5 separate regions of the Mus musculus genome follow, and regions 1, 2, 4 and 5 are each linked to region 3. The links are chromatin contacts, called in public HiChIP or PLAC-seq and promoter capture Hi-C maps. All regions are on one chromosome and are shown on one strand. Each heading gives the region's core, a stretch centred on a gene start, on an enhancer-like site or on the middle of the called end of the contact. The rest is flanking DNA. Distances are from core to core; before and after follow the strand shown. Region 1 overlaps Arhgap5 (Rho GTPase activating protein 5). Region 2 has its middle 13 kb from the start of Gm35135. Region 3 holds the start of Heatr5a (HEAT repeat containing 5A). Region 4 holds the start of G2e3 (G2/M-phase specific E3 ubiquitin ligase). Region 5 holds the start of Scfd1 (Sec1 family domain containing 1).

Region 1 (3,786 bases), core at 26-2,525, 570 kb after region 3:
AATCTGTTTAAATTTCAAAATTAACTTTTAGTCCTGAAATACACTTTTGAGTTAGGTATTCTACCTTATTTTACTTCCATTTCTTTGTTTATTTATTTGCTTGTTCGTTTATTAAGGTTTTTCAAGACAGGGTCTCTGAGTAACAGAGCCCTGGATGTCCTGGATTTACTTTGTAAACCAGGCTGGCCTTGAACTCAAAGAGATCTGCCTCCTGAGTGCTGGTATTAAAGGTGTGCACCATCATACCTGGTCTGCTTCCTTTTATTAACCCCCAAATTTAGTGAAATAGGCATTCTAAGACAAAGTGAAGTCTATTTTTTTTTCCTCTCCCCATCCTCAATTGGGATATTTCTGTCATCTCAGAGTTCAAATTGATTTTGAAAGGCAAATAATAAAAATAGTATTTCTTAGGAGTGAATTGCAACAATTAAGGCTTACCTAGTTAGTTGACTTTCAAAAATTACTTTTAATTATATGTATGTGTGTGCCCCATGTCTATTCATGCATATAGGTATGTGCATATGAGTACAAGTATCTATGAATGCCAGAAACCTCAGGTCCTTGTGGAGCCACCCAGCATAGGTGCTGGGAACCAAACTCAAGTCCTCTGTAGGAGCAGTAGACTATCTTAACCACTGAGCCATCTGTCCAGTTCCAGATATCTTACTCTTAAGAAAATAACTTTTTGATGTTGCAGACTTAAGAATTCTTTTCTATTCATGCTACTAGATTCTAGGCATTGATGTTGATTAAATTACTGCGTATTTTGGGTTTGTTTTTTTATTTTTTTAACAATTTGCATTATTTCTATAAACAGACAAAATCAGTTTTGCTTCAGATTTTATTTTCCATTCAAATTCTAATACAGTTATTAGTTTGTAGCTTAAAAAGCATCTCACTTCTCCAAGAAAAAGAACGAAGCCACTTTTACCTCTATCTACCTTTTAAGTTACAGTCTCATCTACTTCCTTGCACAGAGCTGTTTTGGTGATGGTCATTTGGAGAATAAAATTATAGGCAAGTTAGATTTTGCACTAGAACACTCTAATGACCTGTTGTAAATAGTCTGTACTTAACAAGAGGTGTATATTCTTTCTTACCAGAAAGTGTTAGTGACTGGGGATTTGAAAGTTAGATTTTTATGAGCTCTGACATTTTGCTGGGTGAAAGAACCCGAAATTGAAAGGACTAAAATATTCAAGATATCCAGTCTAGAGACTAAAACAAGTTTTCTGTAGAAAGAATAGGGGAAGTGAGAGCTATTTGGGGACATACGGTATGATGATGGTATCTGTGCTTCTTCTGCTATTCCTTCCACTTTTCTCCTATTTGTAAGTCAGCAACAGTACTAATGGATTAAATGAATAGGTTTGTGAGTGGAGGGGAAGGTGTGGTTATTAGTTTTTGTCTGGTGGTTTGGTTCGCTTTTTCAGGGAGAATAAAAAAATGTAGATGAAGTTAGACGGAAAAATCTGGGTTGTCAAGTGCTCTAACTTTTTATGTTTGAAAAATTCATCCTTCTAGTCTTCAGAGATCCCCAGCTGGGTGTTTGCAACAGAATTACCTACAGAGATAACATCTAATCCAGAAAGGTTGAGGTAGAATCCTCTGAATAGTGGATTTCAGACACTATTCACTATGTTTTTGACATGTTCACTTCCTAGTGAAGAATCCATTTTCTTTCTGATACTAGATTTTGAAATTCTTGTTTAATTATTTCCTTTTCTGAAGATGTTTGGTATGTTTCTTTAGACAATGAAATGTCTAGATGTTAAAATGTAAGAGATAGTAAAGAATGGGAAAGAAGGCTGATAGTGACAATTAAAAGTTTATGGAGTCTCATTTATAATCAATCAAGAATAATGTGTTCTTACAAATAAAAGTTAGATGAAACCACAGTTTACCTCAAAGGCTAGATAGACCACATATAAAATGAGGAAGGATATTTGGTATCTTTGTGGTAACATTGAAAAATTACTTTTTTTCCCAATCTCTTGCTATTTAATTTTTCTAACCTCTAGACTCTTTCCAAAGAGACCATTTTCTTATAGTCAGCTTCCCCCTCTGCATCCCCTCCCCCCATTCATTTCTGTCTCTATTGTTTAGTTTTTATCTAGCAGAATTTATCAGGGCTGATATTACTAGGCATTTGGGTTGGATGTAGTTTTTAAATACTTCTTTTGCTCCAAAGTACTTATTTACATTGTCTGGTAATAATCTGGAGAAGATAAACATTAATAGTTTTAATTTGAATATGTTTTCTTGTAGCAGAAAAAGAAAACTAAGACCTTCAACCCACCAACACGTAGAAATTGGGAAAGTAATTACTTTGGGATGCCCCTCCAGGATCTGGTTACAGCTGAGAAGCCTATACCACTATTTGTTGAAAAATGTGTGGAATTTATTGAAGACACAGGTAGGCTAGAAGAATAAATACATGAGATTTGATTTATATTTTCATTTTTGCTACAATAATAGTTTGTTAAATGTGATATGTTAAAACTGTATTTTAGCCTTCATGTTCCCATTACTTAGTGTCATCTTAGTCACTCTGCAGGTAGCTGTCCCATACTTGAACTTTTCATTGTTACTCAATAGTGATTTTGAAGATCTTTTCTTGAACATAATAAATATGCTGAAAGCTAAAGTGTTAAACTTACCTAAGTCTTAAATTTATAATAACTTTATATTAATAGATTGCTACTGATTTGAGTCAGTAATTAAAATATCTTATTAAAATTAAACCTGATACTGTTTATGTTACTTACTCCTCACGTGGGTAATTTTCTTTGAAAGTTAAAGCCATGATTATACATTTATAAATGGCAGTTCATTCTGTGTGGTGTTAGTACTTATTCAGCCGTATCGCTTGATGTCATTTTATATGGTTCAAATTATGTTTATATGGTATGTATAGATGCCTCACAGTTTTAAAAACAAGTATGCATTTTTGTTTTGTTGCAATATAATAAATATTAAAAATGGAAAAACTGAAAGTTGAGCTAGAAAGAGTTGGGGAATAGATTGGAAAAGTTATACTTGAGTGTATTTTATTTTTTTGAGACAGAGTCTCACTTTGTAGTTACGAAACTTTGTATAAACCAGTCTGTCCTTAAACTCACAGAGATCCTCCTGTTTCTACCTACCTCCTGAATTCTGGGGTTAAAGGCATTTACCAAGATGCCTGGCTATTGAGCATATTTTAAATGAACTCAAGTTAACCATGAGCCTGAGTGATTGGATGAACTACAATTATAAAAAGTTTAAAAACATAAGCTATATCAGTTTTAGCTTTATTTACTTGTAACACTTTTGGATATGTATAAGCATTGGGTTTTGTGATTGCTGTTTTGTTTTATTTTGTGTTTTTGTTTTTGAAAAACTATTATAGCCATGTCTTATCTAAATAATTGTGCTCAGTTTTGCTCATGGATGCCTTACCCTTTAGACCAGTTATCAGCTTACTCCTCTGTACATACTACTAGTATGTCTGTGTGTGATGAGGAATGGTGACTTACAGATTTAGTAAGGGGTACAATATAGCAAATACTGTTATTTTTCCAGCATCATGATATCATATATATATTATAGTTAATACAGAGTCTATATTTGATCTGCATTTAATCTTTCCTTCACCAAGCACTTAAGTGAGTTTTATACAAATTTCTTACTTGACTTTAAGACAGGAAAAACAAATGCAAAGATTTATCTAATATTATCTGTCTGCTTTGGAGTTAATGATTTCTCATTTTCTGTAGAAAAATATTTAGGCCTTGTGAATATGCC
Region 2 (3,921 bases), core at 989-3,488, 520 kb after region 3:
TTTCTTTTGGGTTTACAACTAGTAGTTGTGCTGTGTATTATATGACGACTGTTTTTTTGAAGCACCTTCATACTGTTTCCATACGGGTGCACTAACTCACATTGTCACCAGCAGTGTGTCAGGACTCCCCTCCTCTGCATCCTTGACAACACTTGTGACTTTTGGAGAAGACGGTCTTCCTAACAGGCATAAAGTGGTGGTGTCTCATTGATTTGCATGTCCTACAGTTTATATGGAGGAACAACAACTAATCCCAAGCAACCAAAGTTATTCTGATCACAAAGAGCAAAGGGAAGCCATGGTACTACCTAACCCCAAACACACTTCAAAGCTGTAGCAATCAAAGTACCATGGTATTGACATAAAAACAGATAGCACAGATCAAAGAAAAAGAGTAGAGTGCCTGGAGTGAAACCTACAAATGCCACTGGAGCTGGCCTGCAATAAAGATGCAGCAACCTCGCTATGAAGAAAGAACAGTTTCCTCAACAAATGGTGCTGGCAAAATGGGGTGTCCATAAGCAGAAGAATGAAGCTAGACACTACTTAGCTCTCAAGATATATATATATGCATGTGTGTGTGTATGTGAGATATATAGATATCTATATATCTATATATTTCAAAATGGACTAGTTACATATCTATAAGATCTAAAAGTCTTGTGTTTGTATCAGGCTACAAAGTATTTTGTGTATCAAAGAAAGCAGTCAACAGAGTGAGGTTGGAAGAAAATACTGGTAAAGTCCAGAAGGAGTAAGAAGCTCAACTCAATAGCAAAGATGAGTCTATTTGATAAATTTGACAAAGTTTTCAAGAGAGGATGTATCTAGTCAGCCAGCATGAAGAAGTGCAATGCCTCCAATCCTCCTGGTGTTTAAACAGCTCAGCAGAGGCCCACAAGACCCAGTGGCATCTTTGGATTCAGCACAGTCAAGATCCTTCTCTTCCGCCCTATGGTGTGGAAGCTCATCCCATGTGGATCCCACACTGTGTCTTTCAGAGATTTAAATAAACACTTTCCTTCTCGAGCAGAAGCATTGCAGTTACCTCAGCTCGGATTCGTACACTTGCAGCCATTTTTATTAAATTACACAAAGGCGAGGAGACAGCAGCACAAGTCAGTCTGTGACCGTCTCACAGAGTTAAAGGTGTGTGTGACTGAGAACAGTTTGAGGAGACTCCCTTCTCCTCAGAAGCCTGAAGAAGGATGTCAGGACACAACGCTCATTGCTTATCCACAAAGCAACTGGACATCAGAAGGTCTCATTTCCTCTGTAGGTCTGATGTTCACCCAGTATATGTTCCTTATCTCCAATCAAAGGAGAGACCTTGGGACTGGGTGTGGTGGCACAGGCATTTAATCCCAGCCTGTGGGGAGGTGGAGGCAGGTAAAATGAAACTAAAACTGGGTGAGTTTGAGGCCAACCAGGCTACATAGGAAGAGACAGAGAGACAGAGAGGCAGAGAGAGACAGACACATAGAGAAGCAACAGAAGGACAGGGAGACAGACAGACCCCACATGTGGAGACTATTTCTGTTCCACTGGGCCTGGTGTCACAAGCCTGTAATCCCAGCACTTGCCAAATCCAGGCAGAGGATTAGCGCTCAGGATAATCCTAAATTACTAGCAAGTTGGAGCACAGCCTGGGCTACAGGAGACCCTGTTTCATAGGGGAAGCGGGGAGGGGGAAACTATAGCAACAACTAAAGCATTTGAGTTCCAATTAAATTATTGCTTTAAAAGAAAAAAAAAATGAAAATTTTTTTAGGCTAAAAAATTTGACCATGCACAAAACCTGGTTTCTATTTAAACAACGTGAGAAAGTACAGGTTGCCGAGGAAGCTTGAATCTCATTTGTGTTAGATCATTTGGTATATATAAATTTATTTTTTTTTAAATTCTGGGATTTTGTGAATTCCTCTAATTGACTTGACATTTTAACTGTTTAAATATATTTTGGTTGTTATTTCCTTTACTGCTATGATTCTGCGGCTAATACTATCAACACACTCAGGAGGACGGACTGGGCCAGAATCCCGAGTAATGCTTATCTTAAGGCTCCTCCCTCCATCACTTTCCCTGGAATGTCTGCTAAAAGTTTAGTTACATTGAAGGAAACTGAAACAGTGTCTGAGAGAGTGACTGGCTTTTATGAAATGGAATTTGTGGAATGCCCTTATTCTGGATGAGTTGCAGGCTTCCAGATTCCACAGAAACCCAAATAAAAACAGCTATATGCCAGTTAAAACAAGAGTTCACTCAGTCTCGGAGTGGCCTCTATTCCTCTGGGCGGCATGGCCCTAACCTGAAGACTGCCAAAACTCAAAACCACGAGACTACATATCTGACAATAGGAGAGGGAAACAACGGGGTTCATTCAGAGGGCCTTTAACATTCACACTGTGTGCTTTGAAAGTGCCCTCGGCACACAAGTTATTTGGGTAAACCAGCGGTCAGTTTGCTAGAGGAGAAATTATCATCCTTCGCATTTTTCAATCTCCAAAAGACCGTATTGTGCCTGTTGTATTGAAAACGAGAAACCATGAGTGATGAAGCTATTAGAGTGTGACAGAAATTGAGAGATGTATTTGTTCCTCACCAAAAGCCATAATCTATAGCCCTACATCTTACTAGTTCTAAAACCAGAAAATGAACATGTCGCCAGCAGGATTCATGCCTTTCCTTTCCTATGATGGCAGAATCACAGACTGGCACACAGAGGGTTGGAATTAATGGCTATTCAATGAGAGGATGACTCAGAGTAGTGCGCCAAAGAAAAGTTGACCCAAGACTCAAACCCTGTGTGGATTATACTGTCCAAGTAAATATATTTCAAAGGAGGTTTTAAGTAGGCAGATGTGATTTGCAATGCACAGTGTTACAAATCATCTCCTGTTATTTTCAAGACTAAGGAAGTTTAAATATCCGTGAATACATATGGCACAGAACAGGAGCACATCGTTTTAGACCCAGACGTGGCCACTGTTAATGTTTCCATTTCTTTTCTTCCAGGTTATTTAATTATTCATATTTCTATACAAATTAAAGTCATAATTGAATTTTCTGAATATGCAAAACTCTATGTAGAACATTATTCTAGTAATTAAAGGTAAACTAAAAACTATTTCCCTATAATCAGCTTATCAGCTCCCACCATGTTGGGCGTGTGATGCACCTTACAGTCCCAACACTCAGGAGCCTAAACAGGAGGCATTTGTGGTTCAGGTCACCCTCAGCTACAGCACAATGCTCTGTCTTACAACAAACACGCACACAACAAAAATAAAAATGTGAAAAACCAGAATTCTCAACAAAATTAAACAAAAACCAAAACCACAGTGCTGGGGAGATGGCTCAGAAATTAAAGCAGCTGCCTGTCTTACAGAGGACCGTGTTTGATTCCCAGCACACACATGGTGGTTCGAAACCATCCTTACCTCCAGTTCCAGGGTCTCCGTTACCCTTTTCTGACCTCCATGTGTATCAGGTAGACACATGGTGCACATACATGTAGGCAAAACACTCACATACACATAAAATGAACAACTCAAACAAAACACCCCCCTGCCCTGCCCAAACACTAGAACTAAGTAAGATTTGAGTCAGTTTGGTAGAATTAAAGTAGAGTTGGGGAGAGTTTCTGAATCTATAAATCAGTGATTCTCAACCTCTGGGGTTTGTGACCCTTAGGGTTCACATAGCAGATATCTGTATACCAGATATTTACATCACAATTCATAGCAGTAGCAAAATTACAGTTCTGAGGTAGCAACAAAAATAACTTTATTGTTGGGGGTCATCACAACATGAGAAACTGTATTAAAGTGTTGTGGCATTAAGAAAGTTGAGAACCGCTGGGTGTGGTGGTGCACGCCTTTAATCCCAGCACTTGGAAGGCAGAGGCAGGTGGATTTCTGA
Region 3 (4,024 bases), core at 1,295-3,794:
TTAAAAAAGCATAATTCTGGACATACGTCCAATTTCAATATGCAGAGTATTTATTCAGGGTTCTAATATCTAATATTAATATTAACTAAATTAATATTAATGAGATATCTAATATCTCATTCTGTTCTACACTTGATCTTTAAAAGGCCAAGAAGTAATCCCATTTGCTTCTTGCTATAGAGACACCTTCCATTTCAAGTCTACACTGACCCCTCAATAATATTTTACCTGATCTAGTAATCCAACCCTGTCATTAGCATGTTTAAAGGAAAATTCTGGAGCAGAACTAACTTATGATAGACATAGTGAATGTTATATTCAAAAGAGAGGGAAGAGGCTCAACGCCCTCAACTTGATTTTCAGTATGGAGGAGGGAGGGATGGAGATTGATGCTTAAATTAAAAACAAAACAAAAAAAGCAACCAGAAACATACCTCCCCCCTTTCTTCACTCTCAAGAGACCAAAGCTGCTGAAATGATAAAACCATAAACTGGCAGAAAAGCCACGCCTCTCATAGCACTACACTGGATCTAGAACTCCAGAGAATACTCAGAAGGGATTCTAAATGTCATTAAATAGGTTATCAGGTATTTAGAATAGTTGAATTTAGACTACTCAGAAGTTAACCCCTTACTTTATCCATAAGAAAGGCTAATGAAGGTGTTAGCAACTGCCCTCTTAAAAATTAAGCTGCAAAGAATGGAGGGTGGAAAACAGAAACGCACAGGGCAAAGACAAGGAACCTTAATTTTCCCCTCAGAGAGTACATTCATTAGTTTAAATTGATGGTGTTAATTTTAGATAGTAATTAAGAAATTTTAAAGGTTCTGTGGGATTCTGGGAAGATGGTTCAGCAAGTAAGAAGGCTGGCTGAGCAAGAATGAAGGCCCGAGATCAAACCCACAAAAAAACGTGGACGGGGCAGGCACTTCTAACTGCACCGCTGTGGCGGGCAGAAAGACTGCTAGGGCTTTCTCTAGGTTTAGGGAGAAGACCCTGCTCCAAAAAAGCAGAAAGTGAGAGCAGGGCAGACAGTCCTGGGTGCAAGCACCTTCGAATACATGTGCATATTACTACCTCCCCACCCCCTCCCCCGTTATTTGGGAACTCTGTATTTTCCTGCTACTAACATCAAACGCTAATATAATTAAAGAACAAGTAAAGGTAACCTAATCAAGGATCCATAAAGAGTACCAAAGGTTAAGTCAGGAGTTTATTCTTGACCTACAGCTATCTATGTAAAGTAAGTGCATTCCACAGCACAACCAATCCGCTCTCCAATATTCTCCCGCCCCTATCTTAGTAAAACTGCCTCCTTGCTCTCTGGTGTTCGTTTTTTTTTTTTTTTTTTTTGAAAGTGAGTTAGCTGATGTGGCTCTCTCTACCTAAGCCTAGGTTGGCTGGGAACGCTCCCCTTTTCTGCCTCAACATCCTAAATACTAGAACTACAGATGTGCAACGTTAAGCCTGGCTTTATTCGTTTTTGGATGCTTATCTAAAATCTCATTCTTTGCCTCTGTGTATTAGTGCACCCCTTAAATTCCAACACTCTGAAGGCAGAGGCAGGTTTGAGACCGTCTCAAATAAATAATCAAACCTCATCCTCAGACATTGTCTCTAAGATGTTTGCGAAATAAAACCAGGCAACCTTGCATTAGGGTTAACTTAAGTTAATCTCCCAGCATTGTTTTTCAAAGTCCTGAACTGTTATAGGGCTTTTTTTTTTTTTTACTTCCTTAAACTTCTCCTTATCTCTAAGCTCTTTAGTTCCTTTAGGGTGACTAGCATTCTTATAAACCACGCACAACCCAAAAGACTACAAACCATCTAATTTGTCTGACCTGAGAGTTCAAATTCCCTTAACTTGTCAGAGGTACACGTTACGGTTACTAAGTTCCATTAGGTGCTTTACGAAGTTTCTAACGATTTGCAAACGATTTGCAATCATTTGAGATGATCTCTTTCTTGCTGGCGTGAAATAAGCAAATAAAGGAAAATAAAAAACAAACGTTTCCACCGACTCCGCAAACGCCCCTGGCGAAGGCTTTCCTTCTTAAGAAGACCTGGAAACTTCTGGCAACGTCCACTCTCTGCTGCTGGGGGCCGACCTGGAGGTGCAGGGCGGGTCCCCAGCCGCGGGGCAGGCGACCGGGTCCCCGACTTTCCCCTCCCGCGTCCCAGCCCCGCAGCTGCCGACCCCGCCTACCTGTTGGGCTGAGGAGGAAACCCGCCACGCCGCAGTCAGCCCCCGTGTCCCGTCTGTGCCTGCAGCCGGGACCCCGTCCCCCTCGGCTCCGTCCCACCGGGCCGGGTCCTCAGCCTCCGCACCGCGCCCACCCGGGACCCGCGCCACCCGGCTCCAGCCGCTCCCGCCCAGTCCCTAAGCACGCCGCCCCCAGCTTCCTCTCCGGATCTCCCGGCTTGCCTGCAGAGACGCCCTGAGCTCACACCCGTCCCGGCTGTGCCACGTTCCCGGCTCCGCGACAGCACAGCGGCACCCGGCTCCCCGCGGGCGAATGCGGAGCTGGGAGGGCGGGCGGGGCTGACAGCGCGGCGGGAGCGGCCATTGGGAGGGCCCGGCCCCTCCCGCGCCCAGGCTGGCCAGCCGCCCGCCGAGCCAGGGAGCGCACACTGTGGCAGGCGTGACTACTCCACCGCCGAGAGAGCGATGGGAGCTCCTGAGGCAGAAGTCACTTCTAGGACAGCGTGCTGTCCTCCAGTCCGGAGATTCCGGCCACAACTATTTTTGTCTATTTTTGTCGCCAGTCAGAATCTACACTTGCGGCTTAAAAGGCAGACACTTCAGGAGCCTGGAAATATTCAGGCAGGGCCGGAGCTGAAGGAGGATATGATGGAATCTTACCCGAGGAAGGGACTCTAAAGAACTTTTAACAGGAACCTAACTGTAAAAGGACTATGTGAAGATTCCACGCGGAGTCCGTGGCTCTGAGTCAGATGTGTTTTTCCACTATAATCAGGATTTTGAGTGTAACTTTTTTCCCTTGTTTTGAAACAAGCTTACAAGAAGGTTGCAATCGTAGTTCAAAAACATTATTCCCCGAACGGTTTTGAGATTTAAGTTGCTAATATTATGTCACAGTGTTCCTAAGCAGTTTACACATAGTCATAATAACTGCAATAGCGATATTCTTTATGCAATACACTCGGTTTCTTGGTTGTCTCAATCATGTTCCTTGTAAGGAAAGGCCTTCAGTTCCGAAATAAGTGTTCTTTCTAGTTGCAATGCATATCTTCAATCTGGAATACTTCCTTAGTCTTTGACATTTACAACCTTGACAACTTTGAAGACTATTGGCTCACTGTTTTTATAGAAAGGCTTTCATTCTGATTCTGTCTGATATTTATTCATGATTAGATTTAAACTAGATATCTTTGAGGACTCTCACAAGTGATTCCATGTTCATATGTGTCGGTGTTTGCTCTTCAAAAAGCTCCTTTTTCCATCTTTGTAATTAATATGTATTTTCTGAAGCTATTTTGTTTCAGGGTACCTGTGAATAACCTTGTTTAGAAATTCATAATTTATATTACTGGATATAGAATTGTTCCACTTCATTAAGTTGATTATAGTGTTCTTCCATTATTTATCTATTTACTTTTTACAACTTTTTGTGTGTGGGCCTACACATATGTGTGCCACATGCATGCAGTGCCCATGGAGGCCAGAAGAGGGCATCAGAGTTATAGGCAGTTGTGAGGTCCCTGATGTGGGTGCTAGGAACTGAACTGGGGTCCTCTGCAAGAGCAATGAGTGTCCTTTTCTTTTCTTTGTGTTGCATCCTGTACAGCTTGGTCCTAGAAACCTGACTGGGGCAAGAAGAAAGGGCAAACACAGGCACAGAAAAGTTGGGTTAAGGTGGGCCCTGCACATTTTAATGGAGTGGCATCAACTATGAAATAACCCACTGGAACCTCAGAACATGAGGCTAGTAGTCTTGATAAGAGGTATCTGTAGTGAGCTGCAGTTGCTGGGTTTTTGCACACTTTGGTCAATCATTAGTA
Region 4 (3,888 bases), core at 861-3,360, 620 kb before region 3:
TAGGAGTTAGACACCCTGGTTGGCAGACAGGTAAGGAGCAGGCCAAGGGAAGGGAATATAAAGGTGGGAAATTTCAAAACAGCGGGCTTCTTCCTCGCCATCTTGATTTGAGGAAAGAACCCAGCAATTTAAAACAAAGGCCCTGTAGGCTTCCTGCCTCCTCTCCGCAGGCCCCCTGCTGAGAGACTGGCAGAACTGGTTCAAGGCAAGATCAGGACCGGTTACACCACAGTTGTGGGCTAATTAACCCCCCCCCCCCCCATGTGTCTGCTGTAGGACTGTGTGTGTTTACTCAATCCCAGGAACTGCCTTCTGTAGCTGATGCTGCCTCTGGTATTGAGATTTTTGTGATGCTGACAGTTATACTCAGGATTTTTCCTGCCTTTCAATTCTTTAACAGGAAGAGACAATGAACCAATCAAGACCTCTTGACTATATCAACTGAACTACACTGCCTACCCCAGAATATTTAACTTTTTTTGAAGGTCAGCTTGAGACTTTCAGTTCCCGAGAAAGATAAAACTTACTGGAGAGAAAGTGCAACGGATTGTAAAATACATAGGAACATTTATTTAGTTTCTGCCTTCAATATATATTTAACAGGTACATAATATTAATGTGGAAAATTAAGTAGTAAAACAAAAGAAGGGCAAAATATGTGGCTATATCATTCTCTTTTCCTGTTTGTTTTGCTTTTTCGAGACACGGTTTCTCTGTATAGCCCTGGCTGTACTGGAACTCACTCTGTAGACCAGGCTGGCCTCGAACTCAGAAATCCGCCTGCCTCTGCCTCCCAAGCGCTGGGATTAAAGGCATGTGCCACCACTGCCCTGCGACTACATCATTCTTAATTTTTGTTTTTATTTTATTTTATGTGTTCGGGTATTTTGCCTGCGTGTATGCACATCTTGTGTGCTCAGTACCTGAGGAGACCGGATTCCCTGAAACTCAAGTTCCAGGTTGTGAACCATCATGTGGGTGCTGTAATTGAATCCAGGACCAATGGAAACGCAGCCACTGCTCTTTGCTGCTGGTCCTTGTCTCCAGACCTTCAATTACTGTTGAACGAATGTAAACAACCTAGCCAACTAAGATACATTCACACATTCATTTACCCTGCCTGTTTCTGTATTTAGAATATATTCCATTCCTAACACAAATTTGGCAGTATCAAATAGTCTTAATCTGAATATTCAGCTGTTTATAACGTTAAAAAAAATTCCTCCCCCTTTTGCCCTCCCTATTTACCAATCACACTGCCAGATTTGATTAATTAGTACAGTTTGCTCTCCCATCCTGAAACTTTGTATTGCCACAGGCACACACATACATACTTCAAGAGAAGGGCATTACATAGTCCTTCTAAAGTTGGCTTCTTAGTATTTCAAAATCTTATCTTTGAACGCTTTCAGTATCAGCATACAAAATCCAATAGCTGAGGAGTCATACTTTATTGTTAAACATCATTTCCCACTGTTAAAAAACGTTACATCGGTTAAAAATTACAATCTACCTTCGTGTTAGGTATCTAGATTCTAGAAATCCAGCAAATCTTTCAAGTTGTGTTTTGAAAGGCGCTGAGGAAGCGCCGCTAGGATAAATCAAGTGCGAATCCGTTCTATCAGGTGTTAGTTGACCCGCTATTAATCCTAGCTCTAATGCTTACAGTTCTGATCTTTCAGATATCTGCCTAAAAGATCTAAATGCTTGTGGAAGTCTCTTAAACCCCCTCAAATGTAATCCTTTCAGAAACTCCAGACATCTCTGGGATTAAAATTTTCATTCTGGCCCTCGCTGAAGAAAACCGACCTCCCAGAGCCAAGCGAGGAACTTTTAGGACAATAGGGAAGTGTGATGCAAAAGAATTCCTTGCGGGAGAGGGCCGGGAGAATTCGCCTTCGCGCGCCTTCTCATTAGCATGGGCAAGCCTCCTCCCAGCGTGTGGCCTGTTGGGGGGTGACTGGTGCGCTCCGCACGCCTCCGCGGACGTGCAGGACCGGGAGTTGTTTTCCTGGCCGGGTCCGCGCAGCCACCCCTGCGCGCACGCCCGAACTTCATTCCCACCCCCACCCCGAAAGCCAAGGCGCAGACGCAGCCTCCCTGCGTCCACTTCCCCGGGGAGGGGCCGAGCAGCCGTGGGTTCCGGGTCGCAAACGGAAGTGGACGACGAATTTGAATTGTGCGAGCCGTTGGATGGGGCTGAGCGGGTTGGGCGTACGGCAGCGCTGCGGTCGACGTGAGCGGTAACGCGGCGAGCCTGGGACTTGTGCCCCGCGCCTGGTGAAGACGTGCCCGGGGACAGACGGAGGTGTCACGGGCGGCCGGGTAGGTGTGAGCGGTAGGGGGCTTCTCCACGCGCTGGACGTCCGCGCCCTGCCGCTGTCGAGCCCCGAGCTGCTCTTTATTAATTAAAGAGGGAAGGGGGGAGGGCTTCACGGAGGGGTGCCCGTTGTGGCTCCCAGTTGCTCTTGAGACCGGTCCCTCACCGCAGAGAAATGACAGCCTTGAAATGCCTCGAGGGGATTTAAGCTGAAATCCGAGTATCCTTTGTGTTTAAAACCGGGGTATTTTTCTTTCACACCTTGACACTTCTTGTGTACCGCAAAAATCCGAGCCCTATTGCTCATTTAAACTGGCTACAGTAGCAGCGGTGGCTCACAGATGTTAAGTTTGCTAACAATGGGGATAGGGTCTAGTGTCACCCCCAACCCCCACCCGTTCCGTCCCGTCCCCGCTTTTCACCCTCTTCATTCATTTGGTGATTGTTATTATCGAGTTATTTTAGAGGGACTCAGTGCCTCAGGAATTGAGTTTTCTTCGGGCGTTTTTGCTTGTTTGTTTTTTTGTTGTTTTTGTTGTTCATCTTTTATGATGAACTGGACTCTCACAAACCCCGACAAAAAGCCACACTTTTTTGAATAGCTGAGATGTACACGGTAAACATAAACTTTCTTTTGAAACAAGTTATATACTTTGCCTTATTAAAAACTGACAGGTTGCTTGTGTGTTTTGTAGAAAAAAGGTAACATCCTTTTAAGGTTTTACCAACTGGGTGACGGTGTCGTTAAAAATGCTTAAACATTTTAAAGTGGTACTTAGTAACATCCGAAGTAAGACCATTTCTTCATCCTCTTTCATGCCTGCTAATGAATGCTGTTTTCGATATTCAAGTAGGAAAAAAATTAAAAAGGAAGATCATTGAAAGTGTTTTCAATGAGTCTGCCACAAAGCTATTGGCTGGCCTTTCTCAAACAGTGCAGTCAGATCTGCTAGCTTCCTAAATGGTACCAGCAAGTAACCTGTTGTAGATTTTCTGTATCCTAATGTGCCTTTTGTTTGTTTGTTTGGTTGGTTGTGTTTTGTTGTTGTTTACCCACATCAGTAAATGTCACACTTCATTGTATGCATACTCCTTCCTATAAGGGCTCCCAAGCTGATGGCCTGTACTCAAACATCAGAGATTTTAACTTTCTAGAGGATGGACTTGGATAATGCCTTTTAACTGAAAAGTTAGACTAGTCTACCAGAGGTTTCAAAACATGGACTTCCTAGAACAACCTGGTAATATATTAGTTAAAGACATACAACTAGAACCAGACTTCTTGCTTAGAATTCCCATCCCTAGGACCTCATAGCTGTGTGACCTTGACTAGGGAAGCTGTTTAGCCTCTCTGATTAAAGTCTCTTAGGTAATGGGGATAAAGACTTCCTTGTGTGATTATTGTGGGAATTCTAGGAACTATTACATGTATGAGAACAAGATGCCAAAAATATAGCTACTAACCATGATGTAACTATAGCATGCATTTCCTTTTTTTTCCCCCTTTTTTCTTTTTTTCTTTTCAGTTTTTCGAGACAGGGTTTCACTGTGTAGCCCTGGCTGTCCTG
Region 5 (3,802 bases), core at 1,223-3,722, 590 kb before region 3:
TTTGGTTAAGTAAAAACCCAGAACTAGCGTGGTCTCTGTTGTCTGCATTTATGCTTCCCCCTAATTATATTGGAAGCTTTTGGAACTTGCACATTCAGTGTTTATAAAGGGGTGTATAATGAGTTTTTCCTATGACTTTGCTTTAGTGTTTAGTCATAAGAAAGTGGTAAGAACTAGACTCTGTTGATAAAACATGGTTACTATTGCATATTTGTTATGCTTCAGGTAATGCAGTGTAAATCATTAAACACATTTAATGATGAATTATTTGAATTTATATTATCTGTAACTTGGGAAATTTTGTAGTCCTTAAAAGAGACCCAGTTTTCAAGTTCTATTTTTGACCACCTTCAAATATACTCCACTACCCACTGTATATTAGAATCTGTGTAGAAGTAGTTTATAAGTCGGCCTGTTTAAAATATATCAAAACAAATACTGCTGGGGATTTGGCCTGGTAGTAGAATGGTTTGCCTAGCTAGTATGTGGAAGGCCTTGGGTTTAATTTTAAAGTATGACCAAAACATTAAAAAAAAAAAAAAGCATGAACATTTAACAATAACATTTCTAAGTAAATGTTTTTATGCCACTAAAATGTGAAGTTGTGAAGTGTTCATATAAACTAAATAAATGTGTTGGGAATCTTGAGACAGAAAGGCAGAATAGCACTGTTCCTCAAGGAGGGAAGTCAAGGCAGGAGTCTGCTGGTGGGGGTTGATACAAAGTGATTGCTGCCTACTGCCTTGCTTTCCATGGCTTGCTCATTTGCTTTCTTACAGAAGCCAAGGCCACTAGTCCAGGGTGGCACTGCACACGGGCTGGGCCCTTCCCATTCGCCACTAATTAAGAAAATGCCTTTCAGGGTTGCTTACTTCCTGGTTTCATGGAGCCATTTTCTCAGTTGAAGTGTTCTCTGCTTGCATGTCTCTAGCTGTGTCAGGCATCTAATAAGGATGGGGTGGTCTTTTAGTGCAGATGTGTTTCTTTTCCTTTTTATTAGTATGTAATTGTTTAAAACAGGCTGTCACGACACATGCATACATGTGTGTAATGAGCTTTGGTCATACTCCCCTTCTTGCCTCATACTGAACCCCTTCCCTATTTCCAGGATTGTCTTAAACAAGTAGTCCATTTACGAGGCTGATGTTATTAAAGTGGGTAAGATCCAAAATCTTTACTCTTCTTGTCTGAGAGCTCCTTGAACTCAAGAAACAAACTGTTTTTAGCAAATTTTCTAAGATAAAACTATCCCTTGATGTTCAATTATTTAAACCAAAAAATCTGGAGTTAAACAGCTACAATAAATCTAACTCTGAAGTCATGATTTTTATTCTTATAATCAACATTAATATCATTCTTGGTCGTAGCTTTGCAGGACTGTTCTATATAGTTACTCTTCTAATGAATATATATATCTTTATGTTTACTCCCCACATTACACCATTGGACAGAAACATGCACACTGTATAAATGTCTTAGTATTTTATGATAATGTGCCTTATAGTCTTGGAAGGAGTTAGTATGGAACTTAAATGGTCAAATGACAAATTTGTACTTAAAAGTGGGGATTCTCAGGTGAGTAAGATTAAACTCACTGGAAGGTGGGAAAGCCATTCTGCTCAAGAGTCCATGGACACCAGAATTGAGATACTTCCCCTAGGGCACAAACTGGTAGTTATAGATAACCTGTTGTAACTTTATAAAAATAGGTATCTACATCTGTCAAATGTGTTTTTATTGTAAAAAAAATGCAATCTTGATTTTAAAAAATAAGATAAATTATTTGTATAATTTTGAAAGCCAAATTTTTGAAAGTATGATTTCATTTCAGAATCTGACTGCCTGAGAATTAATCCATAATGCAGTGTCATCGGTGGGTTCATTGATTGGTAATAAGTTGTCATTGTATATATTTTTGACATTAATAAAATCTATTATGAAAATGGTCGATGTGAGATTTATTTCATAATCACAGGGCTCTAAATGTACCAAACCTGGCTGTGATCATCCGGATTCTGCTCACAATCATTTGTTTTTTTAATTTGCACTACTGAGAGGAAATTCTGCCATTTGGCTTTTCTGTGATTTTATACCCTAGCAGGCCAAAGCCCTTTCCTGAAGAAATCAAACGGAATAAATTACCACGCTTGTAGTTTCCCCCCCCCCTCCCCCCCCAGAGGAAAGAGGGAAGGGACACTACTGTTATGGAAATCAAGAAAACGCAATTTCTGGCGTCTCATTTGGCCTTGTAAATTTTTATGAGGATTTAAACTTGATGAGAAGTGCACTATCAATTAGATTGTAAGCGCTCCACCACGCCCATGCCCTGAGAAGCGGTTTAAGAGTAGCGACCTCGGGAGGTTCGCCCCGATTAGTTAGAAACGCTGCTGGGAAATCTGCAAACACCAATGTCTGTGAGGAAAGGCGAGGGCTGGGACCGGGGAGGCGGGCCGGCTGCCGCCATAGCCCGCCTCCTGGTTCTGCTTCCGGCGCGGGAGGTAGGGCCACGTCATCTTCGGGCTCCCAGTGCCAGCCGGGCAGTGGATGGTGGGAAGCAAGATGGCGGCCACGGCCAGCATTCGGGAGAGGCAAACAGGTACTCGGTATTTCCTTCTCTGCAGTGTGTGCCTCAGCAGCGGCCTGTCATCATCTCTGGGTTGTTCGTACAGCTCGGAGTTGAGCTTTGAGAGCTGCTCCGTTTTGAGGTTGTGGGGAAGAGATGCCTGTAAGCTTCACAGCCTTTACCACAGGCTGCTTGCTACAGTGCTAGCTACTTATTTTTTAATTGCCGAGTTTTAGAAGGCCATCAGGGCAAGGACCAGCAGCTGGTGTTTTCTTTCCTGTCTTGTCACTTAACGAGGTCTATAGGTTTGTGTTCGTATTTCAAGTCTCCCAGGTCGGTTTGGTTTTCACTTTCAGTTTTAGGGTTTTTTTTAAAAAAACCTGTTTTTGACACTTGAGCCATGATTACAAAATCTAAGTATTCTTTTCCGAGCACCTTACTTTATGCCATCATCTTTGGACCCTTTGGGAGAAGCTGATGGAAAATGCCAGGTGATAAAGCTGGAAGAGACTTCGGAATGTCAAATCAAATTAACAGCGTCCTCTTTCAGTTGTTCCACAGATAATAATCTTAAAATATAGAACAGTTGTATCTTAAGTAGAGCATATTTGTACACCCATTTATAAAGTAAAAATTTAAAGATACATATTTCTTCCCTTGGTTTTAGTTTAGTTTTTTTTTTTTTTTTACATGTGAGATACACCTGATTTTCCTTATTTTCAGTAAACTCTAGAAACTTAATGTATGTATATTGGCCCCAGAATAATTACCTATACGTATATCATATATAATGTGATATGTATAAATCAGAACTGACTTACATATACTACTTATCTAGTAACTCCCAAAGAGAATAGAAATCGTCCATAAGCGATAAAGAACTTTAATTCTCTTGAACCTATGCTTATTTGTATGAAAAACAATTGGTTACAAGCAATACAACATAGCAATAGAATTTGAACTGTGCCTGATTCCTTCCCTTGTGTTAAAAAAAAAAAAAGATAGATTTGAATGTAGCATACTTAACAGAAAACATACTGAGTTCTACATTTCTCAGTAGGTAATTTAGTAAAACGGTAAAGCATAACTTAAAATATGGTAAGCAAATATTATTTGAGAATGCTTGATAATTAATTTTATTTGCAAGCAAACAGAAGCCCAAGTTCTCTTAGAAGTTTGGGTATAATATCTTTTTCTTTGTTTGTTTGTTTGTTTGTTTGTTATTTTTTTCTTCCGAGA

Evidence for each region. Promoter capture Hi-C pulls out the DNA fragments that hold promoters and counts their contacts. HiChIP or PLAC-seq counts read pairs in DNA pulled down with a chosen protein or histone mark.
Region 1: a contact with region 3 is called in an H3K4me3 HiChIP or PLAC-seq map of bone marrow-derived macrophages, with 4 times the contacts expected there. The contact joins the enhancer-like site here to the promoter of Heatr5a in region 3. A contact is called at or near these places in 4 of 39 promoter capture datasets (the 3T3-L1 cell line, cranial neural crest, epiblast stem cells and 1 more), 4 of 115 datasets of contacts at active chromatin or transcription factors (bone marrow-derived macrophages, embryonic forebrain, embryonic stem cells and 1 more) and 1 of 9 other capture datasets (embryonic stem cells).
Region 2: a contact with region 3 is called in an H3K4me3 HiChIP or PLAC-seq map of stem cell-derived neural progenitor cells, with 14 read pairs. The contact joins the enhancer-like site here to the promoter of Heatr5a in region 3. A contact is called at or near these places in 4 of 39 promoter capture datasets (cranial neural crest, liver and pre-B cells), 1 of 15 datasets of contacts at CTCF or cohesin (the NIH/3T3 cell line), 5 of 484 Hi-C or Micro-C datasets (CD4 T cells and embryonic stem cells), 18 of 115 datasets of contacts at active chromatin or transcription factors (bone marrow-derived macrophages, differentiating embryonic stem cells, embryonic forebrain and 8 more) and 2 of 9 other capture datasets (adipose tissue and embryonic stem cells).
Region 4: a promoter capture Hi-C map of liver shows a contact between it and region 3, with 4 times the contacts expected there. The contact joins the promoter of G2e3 here to the promoter of Heatr5a in region 3. A contact is called at or near these places in 4 of 39 promoter capture datasets (the C10 cell line, erythroid cells, liver and 1 more), 1 of 484 Hi-C or Micro-C datasets (embryonic stem cells), 1 of 115 datasets of contacts at active chromatin or transcription factors (bone marrow-derived macrophages) and 1 of 9 other capture datasets (liver).
Region 5: a contact with region 3 is called in a promoter capture Hi-C map of pre-B cells. The contact joins the promoter of Scfd1 here to the promoter of Heatr5a in region 3. A contact is called at or near these places in 6 of 39 promoter capture datasets (the C10 cell line, the HPC-7 cell line, hematopoietic stem and progenitor cells and 2 more) and 3 of 9 other capture datasets (adipose tissue, embryonic stem cells and liver).

The regions. Positions count from the first base shown.
Region 1 is chr12:52,540,221-52,544,006 of GRCm38.p6, forward strand. It overlaps Arhgap5 (Rho GTPase activating protein 5), which reads left to right. Exons shown (of 6, transcript NM_009706.2): 2 at 2,269-2,416. Among named protein-coding and RNA genes, the nearest start is that of Arhgap5, 26 kb to the left of the region's middle. Within about 2 kb of position 1,276, at least 11 of the 459 cell types and tissues checked have an H3K27ac peak or open chromatin away from gene starts, as enhancers often do. A contact at or near this core is called in bone marrow-derived macrophages, where this site is marked.
Region 2 is chr12:52,491,278-52,495,198 of GRCm38.p6, forward strand. No RefSeq gene overlaps it. Among named protein-coding and RNA genes, the nearest start is that of Gm35135, 13 kb to the left of the region's middle. Within about 2 kb of position 2,239, at least 78 of the 459 cell types and tissues checked have an H3K27ac peak or open chromatin away from gene starts, as enhancers often do. A contact at or near this core is called in the NIH/3T3 cell line, adipose tissue and stem cell-derived neural progenitor cells, where this site is marked.
Region 3 is chr12:51,968,777-51,972,800 of GRCm38.p6, forward strand. Heatr5a (HEAT repeat containing 5A) reads right to left here and starts at 2,545. Exons shown (of 36, transcript NM_177171.4): 1 at 2,427-2,545.
Region 4 is chr12:51,346,120-51,350,007 of GRCm38.p6, forward strand. G2e3 (G2/M-phase specific E3 ubiquitin ligase) reads left to right here and starts at 2,111. Exons shown (of 15, transcript NM_001015099.2): 1 at 2,111-2,325.
Region 5 is chr12:51,375,041-51,378,842 of GRCm38.p6, forward strand. Scfd1 (Sec1 family domain containing 1) reads left to right here and starts at 2,473. Exons shown (of 25, transcript NM_029825.3): 1 at 2,473-2,596. The coding sequence starts at 2,545. It overlaps G2e3 (G2/M-phase specific E3 ubiquitin ligase), which reads left to right. Exons shown (of 15, transcript NM_001015099.2): 15 at 1-1,946.